Regions from separate parts of the Mus musculus genome. Here regions 1 and 3 are each linked to region 2. A link is a contact called in public ChIA-PET and Micro-C data. All regions are on one chromosome and are shown on one strand. The core of a region is the stretch at or near the end of the contact, and the rest is flanking DNA. Distances in the headings are between cores, read along the strand shown.

What was found. Hi-C and Micro-C count contacts between places; a contact is called where the count stands out from the background. ChIA-PET counts read pairs in DNA pulled down with a chosen protein or histone mark.
Region 1: a contact with region 2 is called in a Micro-C map of embryonic stem cells, with 8 times the contacts expected there. The contact joins the promoter of Gjc1 here to the promoter of Atxn7l3 in region 2. A contact is called at or near these places in 1 of 484 Hi-C or Micro-C datasets (embryonic stem cells) and 1 of 115 datasets of contacts at active chromatin or transcription factors (bone marrow-derived macrophages).
Region 3: an RNA polymerase II ChIA-PET map of memory CD8 T cells shows a contact between it and region 2, with 8 read pairs. The contact joins the promoter of Dhx8 here to the promoter of Atxn7l3 in region 2. A contact is called at or near these places in 2 of 115 datasets of contacts at active chromatin or transcription factors (memory CD8 T cells and pancreatic cancer cells) and 1 of 9 other capture datasets (liver).

The regions. Positions count from the first base shown.
Region 1 is chr11:102,817,695-102,820,817 of GRCm38.p6, forward strand. Gjc1 (gap junction protein, gamma 1) reads right to left here and starts at 1,465. Exons shown (of 3, transcript NM_001159382.1): 1 at 1,276-1,465.
Region 2 is chr11:102,295,291-102,298,331 of GRCm38.p6, forward strand. Atxn7l3 (ataxin 7-like 3) reads right to left here and starts at 1,339. Exons shown (of 13, transcript NM_001098837.1): 1 at 1,113-1,339. Gm33851 (cyclin-dependent kinase 13-like) reads left to right here and starts at 1,099. Exons shown (of 2, transcript XM_030246466.1): 1 at 1,099-1,887; 2 at 2,334-2,627. The coding sequence starts at 1,475. The coding sequence ends at 2,406.
Region 3 is chr11:101,731,262-101,734,682 of GRCm38.p6, forward strand. Dhx8 (DEAH (Asp-Glu-Ala-His) box polypeptide 8) reads left to right here and starts at 1,695. Exons shown (of 23, transcript NM_144831.2): 1 at 1,695-1,927; 2 at 2,895-2,980. The coding sequence starts at 1,780.

The DNA of each region.
Region 1 (3,123 bases), core at 215-2,714, 520 kb after region 2:
CTTAAGAAACTCAAAGTAGCTGCAAATAAATCCTGCTGGCCCCAAACAAAACCTGCAATTTTTAACAAAAACTCACAATTAATTTAGTTACAAGCTAAGCAATCAAATTCGTGGGGCCTTTTTTGTTTCTCTTTGTTTTGCATTTTTTGCTCTGAAAAATACCTGCAAACTGTTTACAAGGGGGAAGGATTAATCCCCAAATTACATTATTAATCCTCTTCCTACAGTTACTCATGTACTACAGACAAAATGATTTCTGCCTAACAGAACTAAAGTCTTTCGTTTACAAGGCTTTTTGTACAGCGCTTTCACATATATCCACTTGTAAGGGTGCACAACAAAAGCAATAACTTTTAGACTTAAGACACATACAAGATAACTTATCCAGAATTTGGTCTACCTTGAGTTCCTCGATTGCACCTAGTGTGGACGAGAACAAAATAAAGCCCGAGCACAATGAAATCTGTGGCGTTGCCAGTCCCCGAGGACCAAAAGGAAAATGTCTTCAAATGACAAAAACCAAACTCATCCCACTTCGCAAAAGAAAAGCAATCCCAAATAATCCGCAAAGCGGGGACCGGCGGGGGAGGACCCCAAATTCTAAACATGGGTCATGTAAATCTTTTCAACTCGAAACTCCAAACGCGGCAGCCAGCCCAATCACAGCATTAGCGCCTCCTCTCTATTTTCAATCTGGAGACTCAACGAAGAACAATTAAAAAAAAAAAAAAAAAGGCCACAGCAGAGCTCCAAAGTTTTCCGAAGTGAGAATAAAGTCATCTCAAGTAAAGAAAAGGCGTCCAGCAAGAGGCGACGGGCCGGGTCCTCCCGCCAGCCCCTCTCCCGCTCCGCAGCGCTCGAACCAAACCTCCAGTAAAAAAGGGGGGAAAAAGAAACCTCCGAGGGGGACAGAGGACCCGCCGGAGCCCGCAGCACGCCGCCGAAGAGCGGCCCAGGCCGTCAGACAAAGACGAGCCCGCCCAGCGCCAGCCCGGCCGGGTCCCCCAACCGCCCCGAGGAGTTGCGGGAGCACCGCCGCCCGCTCCCGGCCCGCCCGAGCCGTTTCCCTCCCAATTTGGGAACCGCGCGCCTGGGGACAAAGAGGGCGGGCGCGCCGGCGGCGGGACGCGGGTGGCGACGCCCCTCGGGGCTCGGCGGGCGCTCCTTCCCGCCCTGCCGCCCCCAGGAACCCGGCCCGCCGCCGCCGCCGCTTTCGAGGCGCCTCAGAGTTCGCCCGGCCGCGCCCGGCCCGGGGCCCCTCAAGCCGCCGCTCACCCGGCGGTGGGCGCCCCCGAAGCCGCCTCCTCCGCCGGGCCTCGGCCCGTCCCGCCGGCCGCCGCCTCATGGGCCCCGCGTCGCCATCACCTTCGCCGCCTCGCCGCCGCCGCCACCGCCGCCGCCTCCTTCGCCTCAGCCTTCAAGCCGAGGCTGAAGCCGCTCCGGCCGCGCCCGCCGCCTCCCTCTCTCCCGCTCCCGCCGCCGGGACCCGCGGGGAGGCGCCTGCGCACTGCGTGCCGCGGTGGGGGTGGGGGCGTCCCGTCTCGGCCTGGGAGCGGGGGCGCGGCTGCACGTGCGCCTCGAGTGGGAGGGGGCGCCCGGAGCGCGCGGCCCCGCGCCGGCGCCAACTTTCCGTGACCGGCCGCGCGCGTTCCCGGGCGGTCCCGTACGCGGCGGGGCGCGCGGTGGCGGGAGGACCCCTGCGCGGGGAGCCCCGGTGGGCGGCTGACTTCGAGCGCCGCGGGCTCATTTCCTGTGGCGTGATTCCCCGGAGGAGCCGGCCAGTGACAGCGTGATGGAGACACGCCTCACCTGAGTTTCCAGGGTCGGACCGCAGAGCTCCACCGTTATCTCGTGCGCTAGGTCAGGGCCTTGGTCCAGCGGATCTCGGGATGCTCATGGCCGTTCTAGGCTCTGCTCTGCAGTTGCTCGAAAAACCTCCGGGGCTTCTCGGCCAACCATCCCCGCCTGGTGGAATCATGGTTTTTACAGGCGTTCTGCATAGTTTTGAGGTCCTGGATTTCTCGGATTAGTAAGACCCTAATAGGCCATTTCCTCTTAACTCCTTGCATCCCAGCGGGATCCCAATTACAAGACTTGAAATGCACATGGACAGGAATTCCCCTGGCCGAAACTGCGGGTTAAGAAAAGGAAAACTAGCGGGAGAGACGGCTCAGCGGCTATGCAGTTTGTACTACTGTTGCAGAGAATCTTCTACACCCACGTTGTGTGGTTCACAACCACCTGTAACTCCAGCCTCTGGAGGATCCGACTCTCTCGGGGCACCTATATCGATGTGCACATACCTACACATAGACCCAGAGACACATAATTAAAAATAATAAAAAATAAATCTTTATTAAAAAAGAAACGAGAAATTCCCCTAAATACTTTAACGAGATTGAGACTGGGTGGTGAAAGGCAGTTTACCAAAGAGATGGGAGGGGAGGGCCATTCCTGTACTCTAGAATTACAAATGGATAGGCTTTTTAAAAGTTTTGCCCCTGGACAGGGATGAAATTAAACACTAACAAGTGAGGCGACTTGTGGATCAAATTTCTCCCGAAGCTAGGTCACAGGTTGGGATGAAAAGGGATGGTCCATTGCCTACCCACACCCTCCGAAATTTTGTTTGGTTGCTATGATGTGTGTGGTTTTTTTTTTTTTTTTTTTTAGGAAAGTGCCCAAATTTTTAAATCCTTTTTTTTTTTTTTTTTTTTTGGCTTCTCTCTAAAAATCAAAGAATGTGCTCACTTTGAGCCTCATGTTTCATTTTTGATATTTTGTTTGATTTTTTATGAAACGAAGTCCCATTATAGCACAGGCTGATCTCAGACTCGACCTGTGGCTGAGAGCTAGCTTTGAAGTCTTGATGCTCCTGCCTTTGTCTCAGGAGGCGGGGTCTAAGGCAGACACCACCCCCACTGTGCTGTGCTCTGAACCTTTATTTTTGTTTGCTTCTTTGTTTTTTGAGATGGGGTCACCTTGGCTGTCCTAGAGCTTGTTATGTAGATCAGACTGCTCAGGAACTCAGAGGGATTCCCCAGCTCTTACCTCCTAAGTGCTAGGAGTAGAGGTAAGGGACACCATGGCCAACCATGAGCCTCTGGTTTTATGGGATAGCCA
Region 2 (3,041 bases), core at 89-2,588:
TCTAGGTCTATAGGAGGCAGCAGCTCATCCCAGGTACCCAAAACTCAAACCCCTCTTTGATACCCATGGTGCAATGCAGCAGGGGGAGGAGAAGGAACTCTAAGGCCTCAAAGCAAACCCACAGGGTGTGGCAAAGAACTGCACAGACTCCTCAAGACAACCCCCGTTTCCCTAAGGGCTGTCATAGTCACCTCTGCTTTCAGCCAGGATGTCCACTTGGGGGGGTACTGCTACCAGAAGTAGGAATGGCCCTAACACCCTACAACCTTCACCCCACTCTGTCTTCTCTTAAAATAAGCCTGCCACTCTACGAGAGGAACAGAGCCCAGAGAAGCCTACAGGCAAAGGGCATTTCCAGCCACCAAGAACGTGAGCAGAGGAGAGCCCCGTGGTACGCACGCGAGTGGGCACTCCCCTTACCTGTTCTTTTAGATCGCACCCTCCCTCCCTCAGGACCAGCCCGGAAGTCTCTCCAAGAGCCCCAAAGTCCAAAAACCCCACCGTAGGATTCAGAAACAGTGCCCACAGTTCGGGGCCCCACTGAAGAGTGGGTACGAGTTTAAGAAGCTGCCGGCCTCGAGTGGGGTGGGGACTGACAAATGAGCCAGGGGCACTGGGAAGGGGAGCAGGCCGTGTCGCGGCTCTTCTCCCGTCCTTGCGGCACTGCTGCTGCATCATACCGACTGGGGGGAGGAGAGCCGAGCCGCCCATAGGCCGGCGGCGGGCCGGGACAGACCGACCCCCAGAGAGTAAGCAGAGTGGGACGCGTCCCGACCCCACTAGGTCGCCGCCTGCCCAGATCCCGGACGGGCCGGGGAGAGGATTCCGGGAGGGTGTCTCTATTGTCCCGGGGGCTGGGGCCTGGCTCCCTAACAAAGGCCCCGCGCCCCCTCCCCGGCCGGCCCTGCCCCGCCCAAGGAGGACCCAGCCAGGGGGAGACCGGGGGGCCCCGGCCCGGCCGGGAAGCCGGGGAAAGCCGGGCGTTTCCGCGTCGGCCCTGGGGGAGGGGAAGGGGCGCTGACCCAGACCTGGGGGGAGGGGGCCCAAGCCCCGCCTCGGGCCCCGCCCCCCGCCCCCCGCAGGCCCCTCCCCCGTCCCTGTTCTGTACTCACCCCGCCCGGGGGGCCGCGCCGGGGCCCGGCGGCCTCTCAGGGCCGCGTCCTCCGGCGGCGGCGGCGACGGCGGCTGCTCCGGAGCCCCATGTCCGTCGGTCCGTCCTCGCCTCTCCCCGGGGCCCGGGGCCCGGGGCCGGGGGGTCGGGCTGCCCCCCCGCCTCGCCGCCTCACCGGGCGGCCATGGCCCCTTCCCCTCCCTTCTCGTCCCGTCGCCGCCTCCTCCTCCTCACCTCACCCCGCCCGCGCGCAGTCCGCGCGCCGTCCGCGCGCCCCTCCCCCCGCCCCCCACTCCAGCCCGCCTCTCCCGGGCGGGGGGTGCGGCGCGAGCCCGGAGCGCGCGCGCGTGCCGCGACCGGAGGATGGATGGATGGAGCGAGCGAGGACGCGAGCGTGCGCGCGCGCGCCCCTCTCCCCCCTCCCTCGGCGCGGGCGCGAGGCCAGGCGCGAGCGCGCTCCAACCTCCTCCTCTTCCTCCTCCCGCCCCTCCTCAACACCCCGCCCTCGCCCTCCCTTCCTCTTCCTCCTTTCGCTTTCGCGCGCCCAGCGACTGCTCGCGCCTGCTAGAAGGGCCCGAGCGCGTGCATCTGCCCCGCGGCCGCAGCTCGGCAGCATTTGCTCCAGGGGGCGGGGACCGGGAGGGGAGGAGGGGCGCCACGCCGCCGTCCAAAGTACCGGCGGACGGGACCTGGGGCGGGGAGATGGGTGGGGCCTCCGTAGACGAGTCCGGCCAATCGCGGAGTGTCCTCGGCCCGGGAGGCCCAATAGGCTCGAGGTGGGTGGGGCAGCGTTCAAGGTGAGGTGCGCGGTGCGCCAGGGGCGGAGACTTGGTGCCGTCCCGGCCGGCTCGGGGGCGGAGGCAACGGGGTGGCGTCGAAAGAGAGCGCCGGCTCCCAGCCGAGCCTGGGACGCCTTCCGGCCCAGGCATCCCCGCCCTTCCCGCGGGGTTCCCTGCTCTGCTCCCCGGTCGCTCCCCCACTTTGACCGCGAGGCATACAGTCAGTTGTGTGAAGAGTCTGGGCTTGAAATGGGGTGCAGTTAGGCGCTCAGGAAGGAACAACCTTAAAAGGGGCTGGTCTGCATTCGTTCTCTGGGTTTCGGAGTGGGTCACCAGCCACCCCAGGCCTCCGAACCGAAAAGAACCCAAGGGAGAAGGTTCACTGCGGAGTGCAAGCTGCGCCCTTCTGAGTCGAGCGCGCTCCCGCCCTTATCCTAATTTAGATCCCACACCTGCTCGCCTTTCCTGCTTCCGGAGCCCACGCTGGACCCTCCACCTCTCAGACAGACTGCTTAGCACTGGCCAGACTCTGCCTACACTAAAAGCTGCTCCGCTGGGAGTGGCCTTACCCTCCATCTCTCGCCTCTTTAGCTTCGGGAGGAAAGGTCCTTTTCTCAGCCACCCAAGGTGTTTAGATCTGCGCTCACATGTACGTGGCCGTGTCTACAGCCTCGAGACTTTTGCGTGCCAGGCCTCTAGCTTCAGATAAAATTAAACTCTGGAATCACGTACTTTGAGACCATCTTTGGTTCTTCGCTCTTCAGCAAACATGTATGGAGGTTCTTGGTAGATATTTCGAAGCGGATAAGACCACACGTTAGTTCTGAATTTAACTTGGTGGACCAGGCAAAAGACCTTCTTACGCCTCTTTTGTCCATTACCAGAGGACATAATGATAGTACCTATTTCATAGGAAAGACTTAACAATTAAGTTTATGCCTAGCCACTCCTTTTACCACAACAGAGAGAGGTAGAGAGAGGCAGGAGGATCTCTGTGAGTTGAGGCCAGCCTAATCTACATAAATACTTCCGGGGCTACATAGTGAAACCCTGTCTCAGAAACAACCGAAGCTAACATGGCATAGGAGAGACTCTTAGGTGTCTGGTAATCTTGTATTGTCTTTTGTTTTCACTCCATTGACACATGGTCT
Region 3 (3,421 bases), core at 445-2,944, 560 kb before region 2:
CTTGCTAGGTAGCTCAGGCTGGCCTCAAACTCACCATGTAGTTACTAAGGCTGACTTTCTGTCTCCTGAGAAGTGCTGGGATTTACCAGGCATGATTTACACCTGGGATATTAGTCTTTTCATTTAGCTTTAGCTGTCCCAGAACTCACTATGTTGACCAGGTTAGCCTAGGACTCACAGAGATCTGCCTGCCTCTAGCTCCCAAGTACTGGGATTAAAATCGAGTGCAGCCATGTCCAATTTAGAGTCTTTTCTGATAGAGCTTTAAAAAACAGCTCCCAATCTCTTTGTCCTTTCTTCTTGTTAAGTGTTAAAAGTGCAGCTGGATAGAAATATGAAGTTTTAGTAGCAAGGAGATGTAGAGAAAGAAGGGTCAAGTGGAATTAACTCCTGAAACCTAACTCCATACTGGCAGATAAGCAAGCAGCATCAAGGGCAGACTTTCTCATTCTGTTCACGGAGAAAGGAAGGAAGGAAGGAAGGAAGGAAGGAAGGAAGGAAGGAAGGAAGGAAGGAGTGAGTCCTGGAGAAATGGCTCATGGTTCTGAGCACTGGTCACTCTTCCAGAGGATCTGGGTTCAATTTCCAGCACTCACACCGAAGCTCACAACTATCTGTTACTCCAGTTCCAGGGGATCTGACATCCTTACACAGACATGAATGCAGGCAAAACCATGTATAGGAAATAAAAACAAGTAAGTTATAAGGAAGGGAAGGGCATCAGGAACTCAGATGGCAATGTACTAAATCCTTGGGAACCTGGAAACACGGAACTACTGTGATAGTCCTTTGCCTGCAATTTTGAGAGAGGTTCTCACTGTGTAACTTTGGCTGACTTCAGTCTCAGAGAACAGCTTGTTTCTGCCCTCCGAGTGCTTCAATTAAAGGAGAGCACCAGCCTGCCCAGCTTCCCTGCAACTCGTTATCACTGAAGTGTTCCCAATAATTCAAAGACACAGTAGTGCAACAGAGTCAGCCAACAGTAGCAGAGGGGGCTCATTTTCTGTCTTTTGACTGATGGGAGGGCTACTCACCTTAGAGGAAGTATTTTCTTGTTTTTTACACAGAATACTAAGACATGGGAAACCCTTCATCTTCATTGCAAGGTTCTGCCAAAGGGAAAAGTAAAAGTTGGGACACCTGAATTTATGACCTCAGGTTCACAACACAGCTGACATTTAGAGAAGCAGATTTTAAGAGGACTGAGGGTTTTGGCAACAGGAATGCTTGAGATAAGCTTTGCTGGACCACTCGCAGTTTGGGGGGGTTATAACAGCAACTAATATTTTCAGTGTGCCTACTGTGGCTCAGCCACTTTGCATATCTATTTCATTTAGACCGTATTATCCGAGTTTACAGATAAGCAGCCAGAATCTAGCGTCTGCTGGTGTAAGGTCACTTGAGATCACTTGCCATGAGGTCAGGAACTGAGCTGATCAAGGACAAGCCAACTTGCTTTTCCGAGGCGCTGTTCAGTCGCGCAGGCCACGGTCGCCCTCTGCTGACGGATCACAGAGGCGCGCTGAGATTGATCCTTAAAAAAACCTAAAGGCGGGTGGAGTCTTCCCCCCCGCTAGAGGCCGCCACTGAACGAACAGCGTAACTCAGTGCGTCTGGCCCGTCTGTGGGAACTTCCTGCCAGATCTCGCTGATCCTTACAAAGACGGTTAACTTTACTTGACGTCCCTGTAAACAAAAGAGACGAGCGCCGACCCGGAAGTGGAAGCTGTGGCTTCGCGTTCTGGCCGGCCGGAAGGAGACCAAAGGGAAGTTGTAGCCATGGCTGTAGCCGTGGCCGCCGCCGGGGTCCTAATGGGCTCGGAGCCCGGCCCGGCGGAAGAACTCGCTAAACTTGAGTACCTGTCTTTGGTGTCGAAGGTTTGCACGGAGCTGGACAATCACTTGGGCATCAACGACAAGGATCTGGGTGAGCTGGAGGAAGGTCCCGATGGCTTTTGATTTTGGGGGTGAGGGAGGCAGGAGAGAAGCGGTTGATGGTGTGTGTGTGTGTGTCTGTCTGTCTGTGTCTGTGTGTGTGTCATCGTGACTTGGGCTCCGGGAACCTGTGGCGGTGGCCTCTGCTTGAGAACCATCCGGTCCGAGCTATTAGAAACCATTTCTGTGAGCTGCCGGTGAAGGCTGGGGCAGCAATTTCTGCTCGATTGTTGTTTTTCAGTTCTGGGGGGCGAAATAGCTTTAACAATAGCAGCAGCAGCAGCCCCCGCGAAGATGATGGTTGTAATTACGGCCAGTAATTTTTAGAAGCTCACAAGATATTATGGGTAGCTCTTCATCTACATTATCTTGTTTGGTCTTCGCACAGTCAGGCAGTAGTCAGCATCTACTTCGAGCTTGTGCTTTGAGCCGTGCTCTTAAATTAGTTACATCTTCTTATCTCTCACATACTAGTCATTAGATGTTTAAGGGCAAACTGTGACTAGGGGACCCAGAGAGAAAATAAGAAAGGCTCGGGGCCCAGATCGTAATTATATGCATAGCCGGAGCCCTTGTGAAAATGAGAGGCCGAGTATGTGAATTAGAAGCATGAGGGGAACACTTCCGTTTGATAGGTACAGGGTTGGGTGGTGTTGGGCTTTTTCAGAATGTCCTCAAAAGTAAATGACAGCCAGGCAGGCGCCTAGGATCTCAGGCTTGGGATGTGAGGGCAGAATGATTAGTAATTCCAAAGTCACACGTAGATAATCTGAGGGTAGCTTGGGCATGGTATGTATCAGGGTATGACCCGTCACAAAAAACGACGACAAAGCCGGGCAGTGGTGGCGCACGCCTTTAATCCCAGCACTTGAGAGGCAGAGGCAGGCGGATTCCTGAGTTCTTTTATAATTTAATTATTATCTGAGTCCATTTATAATTCCTTTTTTTTTTTTTAACAGCTGAATTTGTCATCAGTCTTGCTGAGAAAAATACTACCTTTGATACTTTTAAGGCTTCTCTGGTCAAAAATGGTGCAGAATTCACAGTATGTATATCTGAAGATTCTTTGTTTCCTTTTTGTTTCTTTGGTGTTGCTACTGAATTTAAATTTTGATCGCACTAAAGGATTTTTAAGTAGGAAGGAGCGATTTGTGCATATCAAGTAAATAAGCCATCAAATGTGTAAAGTTGCGTTGCTGGCCAGGGAGCCAGATTCCTTCCCCACTGTCCTAGGAGAATGCCGCAGGACTTCCGGCAGTAAGTCTGAGGATGCTGACATTCTTTTGTTGTTGTTGTTGGTTTGTTTGTTTTTAATTTTTTATTAGATATTTTCTTCACTTACATTTTTTAAAGATTTATTTATCTTATTTATGTGAGTACACTGTAGCTGTCTTCAGACACTCACCATAAGAGGGCATCAGATCCCATTACAGATGGTTATGAGCCACCATGTGTTGTTGCTGGGAATTGAACTCGGGACCTCTGG